2 separate regions of the Drosophila melanogaster genome follow, and region 2 is linked to region 1. A link is a contact called in public Hi-C data. All regions are on one chromosome and are shown on one strand. Each heading gives the region's core, a stretch centred on a gene start, on an enhancer-like site or on the middle of the called end of the contact. The rest is flanking DNA. Distances are from core to core; before and after follow the strand shown. Region 1 holds the start of Dhc36C (Dynein heavy chain at 36C). Region 2 holds the start of CG6870.

Evidence for each region. Hi-C and Micro-C count contacts between places; a contact is called where the count stands out from the background.
Region 2: a Hi-C map of the Kc167 cell line shows a contact between it and region 1, with 3 times the contacts expected there. The contact joins the promoter of CG6870 here to the promoter of Dhc36C in region 1. A contact is called at or near these places in 35 of 107 Hi-C or Micro-C datasets (the Clone 8 cell line, the D17-c3 cell line, the Kc167 cell line and 13 more) and 1 of 6 datasets of contacts at active chromatin or transcription factors (the Kc167 cell line).

The regions. Positions count from the first base shown.
Region 1 is chr2L:17,498,516-17,504,721 of dm6, reverse strand. Dhc36C (Dynein heavy chain at 36C) reads right to left here and starts at 3,321. Exons shown (of 23, transcript NM_078867.4): 1 at 2,723-3,321; 2 at 2,436-2,660; 3 at 580-742; 4 at 245-478; 5 at 1-181. The coding sequence starts at 3,255. mEFTs (mitochondrial translation elongation factor Ts) reads left to right here and starts at 3,616. Exons shown (of 3, transcript NM_136003.5): 1 at 3,616-4,230; 2 at 4,439-4,687; 3 at 4,793-5,454. The coding sequence starts at 4,054. The coding sequence ends at 5,323. CG15142 reads left to right here and starts at 5,901. Exons shown (of 2, transcript NM_136002.3): 1 at 5,901-6,206. The coding sequence starts at 5,960.
Region 2 is chr2L:17,589,587-17,595,792 of dm6, reverse strand. It overlaps CG6870, which reads left to right and starts at 3,494. Exons shown (of 1, transcript NM_001299089.1): 1 at 3,494-4,478. The coding sequence starts at 3,682. The coding sequence ends at 4,095. Oli (Olig family) reads right to left here. Exons shown (of 3, transcript NM_001299088.1): 2 at 4,982-5,581; 3 at 4,526-4,921. The coding sequence starts at 5,553. The coding sequence ends at 4,795. Sytalpha (Synaptotagmin alpha) reads right to left here and starts at 3,533. Exons shown (of 6, transcript NM_001201903.1): 1 at 3,460-3,533. The coding sequence starts at 3,469. It overlaps lncRNA:CR44410 (long non-coding RNA:CR44410), which reads left to right and starts at 6,093. Exons shown (of 1, transcript NR_124339.1): 1 at 6,093-6,206.

The sequences.
Region 1 (6,206 bases), core at 2,072-4,571:
TCTTCGAGACGATTAGATCGGTATATAGTTTGCTCTCGATGCGGGGCAGCATTTGTATGCTCAGCATGATCGAATCGATGACACGAAGCAATTCACTCTGGACTTTCGAGAAGCTGGGATTGAATTGTATGGTGTCTTCGTCGGCCAGCATCACAGAAATCTCAAATCCGGGATTCGAGTGCTAGATAAGATATTTTGAGTATTATTTGACTTTTTCTTAATGTTTACCATTCACAATTCTCACCCCATAATCGCATATAAAGTCGGCGTACTCCTTCAGACTCCTGATGCATATGTCCTCCAGTTGTTGAGTCATCAAAGCGGCCACGCAGTTAAAGAATCGTTTAACCAGAGTAAAACGCCGAATGTCCGGAAGCTGTCCACGTTTGCTAGCCTTCAGCAATGAGGAGTGTATCTCACCATACCAGCTCTCCTCCAGCAGAGTCTTTCCATTATCGATATGGGAACCGCACAAGTACTGATAAGGAGTAAAATACGCAGATATATATTAAATATATTAATAACCAAAGACTATATTCAAAAATGAACTACTCGATAAGCCCAATAAATTAATCTTACCACAAATGTGAATAATGAAAAGGGACTCTCGACTTTGGCCAACTCCTTGCTGTCGATGAGGGACTTATCCTTATATTTCATGCTCCACAGCTCCAAGATGCTGGCCACACTTCGATGTATGCAAAAGAGCGTCTTCATCAGGACATTGCGGTTCTCGTCGTAGCTGCGGGATAAATTGTATGCCATGGGTATGGGTATGGGTATGGGTATAAAGATGGAGATGAGGCGATGGCGACCACAGTTAGTACCGTCTTTTTATGCAAATTATCTCGAGACCAAGGGAAACTTTTCACTCCAGCTATTCCGTCACAGCCCATTAAACAGTGCAGGCAACCGCAACCGCCCAGCCACAGGAGCACCCAGCGGGCAACCACCTAACCACCCAACCATCGAATCCCCGAATCACAAAAAGCATCCAAAGGCCCTTCTTAATGATGCCAAATGCTCGAAGGCAATAAATTAGCAAACCTCACGCGGACCTGTACATCGATGGATGCTCCTTCGACCCAGTTTGGAACCAAAAAAGACGTGATGAAGAAGGTAGATTGAAATACCAAAATCGCCTTTAAACTAAAACATTTTCAAATGTATTAAGTGCAGCGAACAGCAACGTATTCATCCCAATTATATACTACAAAGTGATAACTTCCGTGATAAATTGGAGATCAATCATGCCCGCTAATGGGTCCATTGTTCAACTTTGCAGCAGATAACCCAAGTTGTTGGATGTTTTCCACAATAGACAGAACGAGATGGTGGCCCCAAAATCGCGAAACTCCCTTGTTGATGCCACAAACAAGTACAATTCATTTTTAAGCATATCCTTTTTGCAAATTTATGTCGAGCCACCCAAATCTTCTCCAGCTGCTGGAGATGCTGTTGCTCATCAAATGTCAAACCAATACACAGGAGGACTTAACTTTCTGTTGCTTCCATTTCCACACACAGCCTTTTCCACTTTTCCATTTCCGCGGCATTGTAGTTCAAAAAGTGCGGTTAAAAAGTTTTTGGCACGCCGCAAAGCGATTTCTCGCGTTTTCCCCCCAATCGCAAGAAGCTTTTAATAATGTCGCACGACTTTCGTTATTTTCGTTATTTTCCTTATTTTCTTAACGCCTTTCACCCCCCACCCCCCCTGGCAAGACAACTTTGTCAGTTATTTTCATAAGATTTCGCGCGCGGTCGACTCAAAGGGCAATTCATTTCGTTTTTTTAATCCGCAATAAAGCCAAGGCATCCGTGAATATAAAAGTCCATATGTGGGGGCGTGATCCAGTTTGGTTGGGCGTAATTGCATGTCAATTGCACGCTTTTTTTGCGCCAAATGCGTTGCTGGCGGTTACAGGCAAGTTACACACAACACACTCGCATTCAATTATAGCAACTTTTTCTTTTACCCATTTTTTTTTTTTTTTGCCTGCCTGCCTGCCGCCTGCCTCCCTTTTTACAATGCGCACAATTTACGTGGCACTTGGTGCGGGTGTAATTTATTTTAATTAAAAAATTTGAATTTCCCACACGCTCGGAAGTTTCTAACTTTAAATTCCCGCCCTTCGCTTGCATTGGTTTTTCAACTTTGTCGAACCAAACAACGCATGCATTTCAATATCAATTACGCTACTCTGATTTTGCCTCTCAAAATCCATTTGGCTTAAGAGAAGTTGCAATTTCATCTGCATTGCTGTATTTTTTTCTTTTTTTTTTTTGCATAGAAAAAGCTAACGAAAAACGTGAAAAATGTTTCTATATTCTGCCTGGATTATACACTTTTAACGGATCAAAAGTTTCATTTGCCATTTATCGAATAGAAATCGAAGACTTTTATCGAATTTGACATTAGCATCATGGAGACTCACCGATAGCGCCAAAAGTTCGTCATGGATTGCACCTCCCGCCGCTCGGCGGTGTCGTATTTGCCACCCACGCCCTCCTTGGTTAGGCGATCGAGGACCGTGTGCCGCAGGACGAAGTCCACAACGGCCTTCTTCATGGCGAACACGTAGTCCGCCCGGACTTCGGCTATGTTTTCATTGAGTGCCGTCTGCCACTTGTAGAGCAGTGGTGGCACAAGATCGGTTATCCTGCAGACGGAAAGCAGTTAGCAAAAAAGCAGATACATTTGAAAGTGTTCAGTGGAACGCACCTCTTGAGGATCTTCTTGCTCAACGGCGACACGTGAATGGTGTCAATGCCATGCTTGATGTAATAGTAATATCGCAGAATCTCGCGCTCCTCCTGGTCGGGAAAGGGTACGGCGCACTGGGCGGCCAGCTCGGGATCCTGGTCGTCGTCCATGTGCAGGATGAGCTCCACCAGCTTGCGGCGGAAGTGCTCCCGCTCCAGTCGCATGGTCATGTAGTTGGCCTTGGCCACGCCGCTCTCACGCTTCTTCTGGCGTTTCTTCTGCTGTTTCTTCGCGCAGAGTATGTTGTCCGGCAGGTCGGATTTCATCTTGCCGTCCAGCAGGGAGCTGGCGCATTCCGGCATGTTCAGTTCGTACCACAGGCGACGCGACTTGTACTCCGGATTGGCCTTTGACTGCAGGATGCTCTGCAGCACATCCGGCTTGGGTCGCGTGTACAGCATCTTCGACTTCTCGCATAGGCGGCGACCGCCGCATATGGACGTGAAGCTGGGGATGCTGAACTCCCGATTCGGATTCTGTCTGCCCTGCATGTTGAAGCCTGAAATCGGTTCAACGTTCGAATCAAAATGTGACTACAGAAAATGAAAATTGTTTTCAATAATTGTTTTTGAAACATAAAACGATTGTATCCCGCCGAGTTATTAATCAAAGTACTATTTAAAGTAAAAAAAAACACTAAAATATTAATTAAGAAAATAACTACGTGCGCCAGAATTAAAAAAAAAACTATTTATTAGGTTTAAGTTTTAAATATTTGGTTTCAATCCATTTCGAATCGGTTGTAACCGGTAATAGGTTGTAACATCCACTAAACGTCATTTGGCCAACGATAGCGTCGCCACTATCGATAGTCGCTTCGCAACAGCTGTTCTCCGCACACGCGCCCTACCGGCTTTTTTGCCATCCCTAACAGCCGAATTGTGCAACACGGAAAATTGTCAAAATTTTCAGTTTCAAAATTAATTGCTCGAATTAAGCACACAGAAAAGCCGAAAACTAAACTATCGACGCTTACCAGTCGTTCACCTATCGAGGCACCACACTCGCTTTGGATTTATTCGCGCCGCAACGCGATTAATTTTTCTTGAACCGAAGCGAACATACGAAGGAGTTGAAAACAAATGCAAATCTCACACAGGCTTTTCCGTTGTTTAGAATGAATTGATTTTCCGGGCAACTACTACATAGCGACAGGTCGGAAAACGGAAAAACAAACAAGCCGGCGAGTTGCCCTTGACAGCAGGCAAAGAGCAACAATTCAATTCGCACACAAATCACGCTAGAAATCATTTTGGCCTCCCAGTAAATTTCGGAAATTTTTTGGAAAAATGCTGCTACAAAGGTTTTTCACACGCGCACTTCACTCCACGCGGCAGCTTTATGCCGGCTCTGGCGGATCCGGTGGCCTGGAGAAGAGTGCCCTGGCGGCGCTGAGGAAGAAAACCGGATACACCTTCGCCAATTGCAAGAAGGCGCTGGAGAAGCACAACAACGACGTCGGATTGGTGGGTAGTTGGCTAATAGTTTTATTGCAAGCGGTGCAGTGAGCTTTCCATTACAAAGAGCACGAAATGGGGATCTCTACATTTTGAAAAATTGCTGATTTTTCTATATTATTATGTAATATATATAGCTGCACCGCATGCAAACTCCTTTGTGATCAAAACACATCTGTGCTAATCAACTCACCTTGCCATCATCTCGCTCTTGCAGGCTGAAAAGTGGCTGCACGAGCAGGCCCAGACCCTCGGCTGGTCGAAGGCCACCAAGGTCGCAGATCGAGCCACTGCACATGGTCTGATTGGAGTGCTCATCCGCGGAAACCGGGGCGCCATGGTCGAGCTGAATTGCGAGACGGATTTCGTAGCCAGGAACGATACCTTCAAGCGGTTCGTTGACCACGTCGCCTGCATGTGTCTGCAATACACGGACTTGACGGACTTCGATGGAGATCTGTGGAAGGTGAGCGAGATTTTTATGGGAAATGTACACAATATTTGGATCAGAACCGGTTTTGCATCCATTCCTAAAGAAATTGCTAATTAAAGAATGTGCATATCCTTTCAGCTTGGCTTTGATGCGGACGCCCTCAGAAACTTGCGCACGGAGGAGGGACGCACGTTGGGCGACCACCTGGCTCTGCTGATCGGCGCCATCGGGGAGAATGCCACCATCCGGCGCGCATTGTGCTTTAAGGCTAACAACGACCTGAAGCTGGTGGGCTACGCCCATCCCGCACCCACCAATGTGGGCACCACGGAAGGCATCACCCAGGTGGGCAAGTACGGAGCGATCGTAGCCTACCGATCCACGCACCCCCTGCTGGACTTTGAGTTTCACAAGAGCATTTGCCAGCAAATCGTGGGCATGAAGCCGACAAAGATCGGCGAATATGACAAGGACAAGCCGGCGGAGAACAAGGACGATGAGACGTGCCTGATTCACCAGGAGTATCTGCTCGATGCGGACAAGACGGTGGGCGAGGCTTTGCAGGAGCACAACTGCGAGATCGTCGACTACCATCGCTTCGAGTGCGGAGAGCACACGGAACGCAGCCTGGAGGCGATCATTCGCTCGCAGCACCAGAGCAGCAATTAACTAGCCATTAAGCAGAGTCTAGAACACTAAATTGTTATTAGCACAACAGCTGAAGATTGTTAAAACCGAAATTCTGGACAATGTTCTGGTCAAAATTTGCATGTAAAACAAGTAAAACAACCATTACGATCAGATCTCCACCTCTCTTATTTGAATACGCCATACCCCATGAGTCATGGCAAAAAATTGGGGTGACCAAGGAGAATGCGCCTGCGCAGAACGGGAAGCACGCTTGAGCGGCTTCCGGTCGCTGAAGCAGTGGAACCCGCGGGAAGAACGGGCGAATGGACAACGCCAGCAGAATGAACTGTTTACAAACGTGTTTTTTTGTTCTGCTTCCCGTAATTACCCACTTGGTCATGCGATAGCCCAAAAGAAAGAGCAAAAAGAAAGGTTTTTAGCTTTGGGGGCAAAGGCAAAAACCAAGTGAGGGTTGGGTATGCCACTTGCTTGGGGCTCATGTTAAGGAAATGGGAGTACGAGTAGATTTGGCCAGGGAGGAAAATCAAAATAGAAGAAATGGTTTTCCAGCCCTAAGAAATTTGCAGCACTGAAATATTAGCTACTAAGTAGGCCTGTCAAATAAATCCCTTTCATTATCAACCATCGATCGTCGTTAGAGATTCAATCGCCAAAATGGACTACCTGGACATTGAATCCTTCCGCTCCAGGTACAGCGACATAACCGTCACGGCCGTGCCATCGCGCCCCAAGGCGGACGAGGAGCCAGCAATGGACACCAACCAGGAGCTAGCAATCAAGACGCATGTGCCACAAGTGGAGATAACGAGGGTGAGTGGAGCCGCTTCTGCTGGCAGTAGCTCCACTGCGAATGCAGCGATGATGCTGCGCAACAGGCAGCAGACAAACAGCGCCGCACTTG
Region 2 (6,206 bases), core at 2,245-4,744, 91 kb before region 1:
CGCTGTGAACTAATTACATTAAAATACCAATGCTTTGAAGGAATTTATCACGCCGAATGCACAACGTGTTCCACGTGGCGTATACGCAATGCAATCGTTTCAATCAGCAATCATTTCTGGCGCGGTGAATGCTCGAGAGGTTAGCTCATTTTCCAAAGCAAACAATTTTCTACAAATCTGATTGGGATCAAAGGATGTGGATCATTTTCTGATATCATATTACTTATTATGCCATGCTTTTATGAGCCTATCGTATTTAAGGTTCCGCTAAAATGTAAAATGGAAGGGACTTTAAAAGCAAAGTGCGGCACAAGGAAATTAAAATTTTTCCTTTTACAATAATAAGCGAACGTATTGAAGTAAACTTTTAGGAAATGACTATAGTTTTGTCTGGCAACTCCTGTGAGAATTGGAAAAGATCGAAAACTCCCCTCAATTTATGTTGCATTATTAAACTATTTCACTCAAAGTATTTCTTCAGAACCTTGGACAGAACTTTTTACAAGGCAATTTACAAAGGAAAATACATTCGCTAAACTTTAACAATAAAAGTTTGCCAGCTTACACTTTCTTTTTGGTCTAGAAAATCAATTTACTGGTTCAACAAGTTCGTATTACATTCGCTCGACGAAACCATTGTTCAATGAAGATTTCAGTTGACTTCAAAGCAAGTAAAAACCATTAAATATTGAATGGCTTGTTTTCGAAACGTGACTTAACTATTTTCGCAGATTATAACATCGAATTTGTATGCAAATTGAGTTCACATGGATCAAACAGCTGTGTCAGCACTTACCCCTTAAATATTTGCAAATCGGTGACACAAAGCCGAACAAAAACTGTGCAAACAATTTTCTTATTGAAATTGCTGCATGCAATTTACCGCAACAATATGTTTACGAAATCCCGAATACGAATACGAATACGACAGTTCAACGTGGCGTATGCGCAATTTGCTCTACACAGTGGCATGCATATTGTGCGTGTTGTTAACGAGTTTTCGAAGCAATTTCCGTATTAGCGGGCTTTTATTAATTTTTAACTCAATAATCCCCTGCTCACATTGGTCAATTACATCAAATAAATTTAGCCAAGTAAAGAGATAACTGGAAGCGGTTGAATTTTCGCTTTTTTTTTTATTCACGCGCCTTAACAACTTGGCCAGAGCGTTGCTGAAACTCGACTGTGTTGTTGTTCACCAAAAATTACACGCAGTTACCCGATGTCATGTTCCATCACACTCACACTTTCGCACCCAAAACACAGATGGGCTGATGGAAACACCACACAAATGCAAATGGGAAACTTCGAGTCCCTGACGGAAATGTCCGTTAAAATCCCTAGTTTAAAAAAGTGTCTTTCGAAATAAAATTTATTTGCATACTTAATATACCAATATAAGGAAGTAATAATTAAATATTGGCCACCCGTTTTAGCCAAAAAGTAATCCAACTACCGGAAGGAAAAGCCTTTTTTTATACAAAAGCTTCCCAAAGAGCAACAGCTGGCCAATTTTAGAAAAAAGCCCGCGAAATCCGAATCGGTTAACCTTTCCCAAAAGCTTATGTTTTCAAGAAGCTTTTTAGCATTTCCGTTACATTGGGCGTTGCCACCTATTTCTATATATGAAAAGAAATATATAAATTTGTACGACTCATATAATATTATTTTCAGAATCATTGTGTTTACTTAAGAAACATGCATATAATCCTGACTGTTGATTTATTTATATAATACTTTTTAAATATTTATTGTATTTATTTATAATGAATTGCAATTCTTGTCGTTATCTATTTAAATATTTGTATTGCTTCTTTTCCCTGTTTTGCCAAAATTTGATTATGGTAAAAAAGAAAATATAACTTATAATATTCGGACTTCGTTGAACTTTGATTTATTCTTATTTTAGAAGTGATATAGCTAATAAACTTTAAATACAAATACAAGAAAAGACCAATGAATAGTCACTTTTAATTCCGTCCGTGGACTTGACAATGGTTTTGAAAGTACTTAGTACTTATTCAGCCTTATCTTAACATTTTTGCAAAAAATCGCCAGAACTAAATTATAATCTCTTCCCCTACATATTTCTAGACTACTCTGATAACACTAGGCAATTATTCAAATATTCTTGTCGAAGAAAGATTCGCGTTTTTTTCAAAAATGTACGCAATCACGCACACTTAGAATGATAACCTCTTAGAACTGAAATATATTCTGCCTTTTATTAGCAATGCTATTCGCAGGCTTTTTCTAACCATCAATAGATATTTAATATGGATACACCTAGTTCATGTAAACCTCAAAGTCAAAGTCAAATGGTTTAGCCCATTTAAAGAGCTCGTTCAGTTACGACTTTGAATATTTTTGCGGTTAATTACTTAACGTGATAATGCTGATCTTAACACTGAGATGCTAGCATATTAGATTACCAAATCTTGTTAAAACCACACATCAAACTTGAACTCAATTGAAAATAATAAATGATCAATAACAATTGAATCGTGACGTCTTAAAAGTTATTATTTAGAAATAATTTCTTGTTGTTTTTACTTGAATAATATTTATGTTTTATATTGCGTAGTTTGAACTATTTCCTTAGCTTTGCAATATTTTCTATTTATACAATACAATGTACAGAATTAGTGAATGGCGTTCTGTCTGGAATTTAATAAATGGGAAATTAAATAGTCTGAATAATTTCATCAGATCTTTAGTTTCGTAATAATTATTGATTAAACGTACTCACTCCATGTAAAATTAAAATCATTCCCATGGTTCAAATAGTTCAAAAGCGTGGCATAATTTCCGAATCCATTCCAATTTCAAGTTCAAAGTTGTAGTGAGCGATAATATTGAAGTCATTATCTCTGTTCCCATTAGAATTTAGAACAAACGTGGCTTGACACAAATCGTGATTTTTGGCAAACTTAAAACGCATTTAAGTATTAAAAGTAAATAACTCCAGGCTATTAACCCAAAATTTATTTTGATTGCCTTAATGACTGGCGATCAAACGGTTCGAGTAGACGTAATTGATTCGCCCGATGCACGTTTGACTTGTGCCAATAAATCAATTGTAATGCTGATAGGCGCGTTAAATGTCTCCCTTTTAATAATTGCTGGCCCATTAAATTTATAAGGTAGCAAGTAATTAGCTCACTGAGCAATCCGATTAACAGAGAAATATATAATTTATGCTCGTCTTTACGAGCATATTCGGAAATTGACTCATATGAGTACGAGTGACCACAAAACATTATTGCAAAATCTCGCAATCTCAGTGCAATGCCTAGCCCTCCCATGAACATATGTAGATGCAAACCAGTTCGGTTGAACATACATATATGTATATATATATATATAATTATATATTATATAGAAACCGATCTATAAGAGCTTCGCTTCTCTGGACACGAAGTCTTATCACCATGCTGTCGGCTCCATCGATCGACTCACGTGTTGTCATTTATAAAACGATTACAATCCAAGGCATGAATGACACTCCAGTACCGGTGGCTGCACACGAAAGACACTCAAGACCCCAAGTAAAACTGGAACTGAAGCCGACCAAGCAGAACTCAACTTGAATCGATTGCCGGCTGTCTGAAGTGATCGGGCGGCATTACAAATCGTTGTATCAAATATTAGTAAAAGTGAAAGTAATTGCATACTTACAACATGTCATCCGCGTTGACGAACCTCTTGCAATCGCTGAGAATTGTGCCCTTGGGACATGGAAAGTCCAGTAATCAGGTGGTCGTTGTACCAAGCAAAAAGGAACGTTTAAAACTGGAAGATCTGCCGGAGATCGCATTGGAGGAGGTGGCCCAGCACGACAGCTTCGACGATTGCTGGGTGGTAATCTACGATAGGGTCTACGATGTGACACACTTTCTAAGGGATCATCCCGGCGGCGACGACGTCATTATGGATCACGCAGGGCGAGATGCCACCATCGCCTTCCATGGCACAGGACACTCGGGGGATGCCATCGAAATGATGAAGGATTTCTTGATCGGTCAACTGCCCACCAAGCAGCACATTTTTCGCACTGGCAAAAACAAGGTTTTGTCCCTGGGCATACCGGAATAATATAATGCCAGCCGATTTTGCACCGATCGCCTTCGCCGCCGTCCTCCATGTCGTATATGTCTATATATATATATATTTTTAGAGTATTCATCGACTAGTTTTCTAGTTGTAATCCGCTTATTTCGAATTCCGCTAAACGGCTTTTGCTTAATCATCAAAAACCATACAGACAACTATGTATGTATATTTATATGTTAAATATTTTTGCCAAGACTTGAAACGGATCTAAGATTATATTATTTTAAATTTGATTGTGCTCTTTGATGTTTGTTATCTGATGACTATAAATGGTTGGTTGGGTTGGGCGTGTTTGAGTATTTGAAACTCTTATTTTGTTTGTTTGTTTGATGATTCTGAAAAATGACAGGCTTCTATCAGTGCTGATGGGTAAACCTAAATGACCAAACCCTTTTCCAACGACATACTTTCTACTTCAATAATACTTTATTCGGTAATATTCATCTTACACATATTGGTTGACATTGGGTAAATGCATAAATAAGAAATGCTTATGACAAAAATAAATATCACTGAACAGATTTTCACTTGGCTGCTCTGATAAGAGGCTCCTTATCAACCTCCTTTCGTCTGACTAGTACACAAGTATTTGGCATTTGCTTTCCAATTGACTTAAAAGTATTGCTCATTAATGGATTGCTTATCAGTTGAACCATAGTTTATGGTGGCCCCCACTCCTATTTAACTGCTGCTAGTCGGTGGTTCGTTGTGAGGTCCTTGAAGAAGAGCCTGCAACTTGGCAGCCGCCGGAAATGCACCCAAATCCAGTGGCGCTGCTCCCGTGGTGCTTTGTATATAGGCCAAAAGTCTAAAAGTAAAAGCATATATGTTAATAATTCCTATTGAGCGTGGTAATGAACTACGTTACCTTCTCAACTCCTCGAGAGCATTTTGCTGCATCAGAATGTAGTTCTTAGCCAGCAGCAAGGTGGCTATTTTCGACAGCTTTCGCACAGAAGGCGAATGGGCATAGGGAATCACACTTCTCAGCTCATCAAGGGCATCATTCAAATCGTGCATCCTTCGTCGTTCCCGGGCATTTATGTTCAGCCTTACCGTCTTTCCCTGGCGGTTTTTCTGCTTGCCACTGTTGGAGCCACTTCCGCTGGCGCCACCACTGGACACGGCCACCGTGGTGGTGCCACCACTGATGGCAATGGCTGCGATGGCGGCGGCCGTGGGACTCAATGGCTTCTCCGGAGCACTGGGCCCTGGTTTGTTCTCATCCGTCGGTGGCTGCTGGGACATGCCCATTCCCTGGGCATAGAAACCACCCAGACCAACCGATCCAAGTGGCGTCCGACGGCCGGGGACGCTTTGTGGTGGGCTGGCGGTGGGTGCTGGATGCTGGCCACCAAGCATATTGGCTGTAGGAGGTATTGGCATGTGTCCGTGGTTGGGGAGACCGGGAAAACCAAAAGCAAGATTCGAGGGATCCATTTTTTTGTATTTTATGGGACTTTTCCAGCTGTGAAAAAAAGGTTGAAGGGATGTGTAATCTTTTAGGGTAGTCCTTGCAAATCAAAGTTATTATGATGCAGGGTTGCATAAGAAAACTAAAAAATAGGGGTGAATACTCGTATGCTCAGCTGTTCGGTAGCGCCATCTGTCGGAATTTTATGTATTTAATAGGTTAGCAAAGCTTTTTATAGGTGGAGCATCTGTTTTGTGTTTTAACCCGAAATGGTTTAACAAATTGCAAACGTCTGTCAGGTATTCCTTAAATTTAATTAAAGCAAAATAATCGTTAAGCCTTTCGGAAATTCAAAGCCAAAATATTACGCGGTAGTCAGATTAACAAGATGAATATAAGCTTATCAAAGCTTTTCATAGGTGGCGCTGTGTAGTAGTCCAATTTAAGGGATGGTTTAATATGATGTTTCATGGCGAATACAATTTTAGCGGCATTAAATTTATTTAGGAGCGCAGCACTTCAGAAAACAATAAACTTTAAAATTATACGTCAATATATATAAATAATAAATTTGGCAATTATTAACCCAACGAAATGGATTATAAAATATGCAAAATCGACGCAGCACTTTATTTAACTTGCAGTTAATTCATGACACACTTAAAAGATTATTAATTTA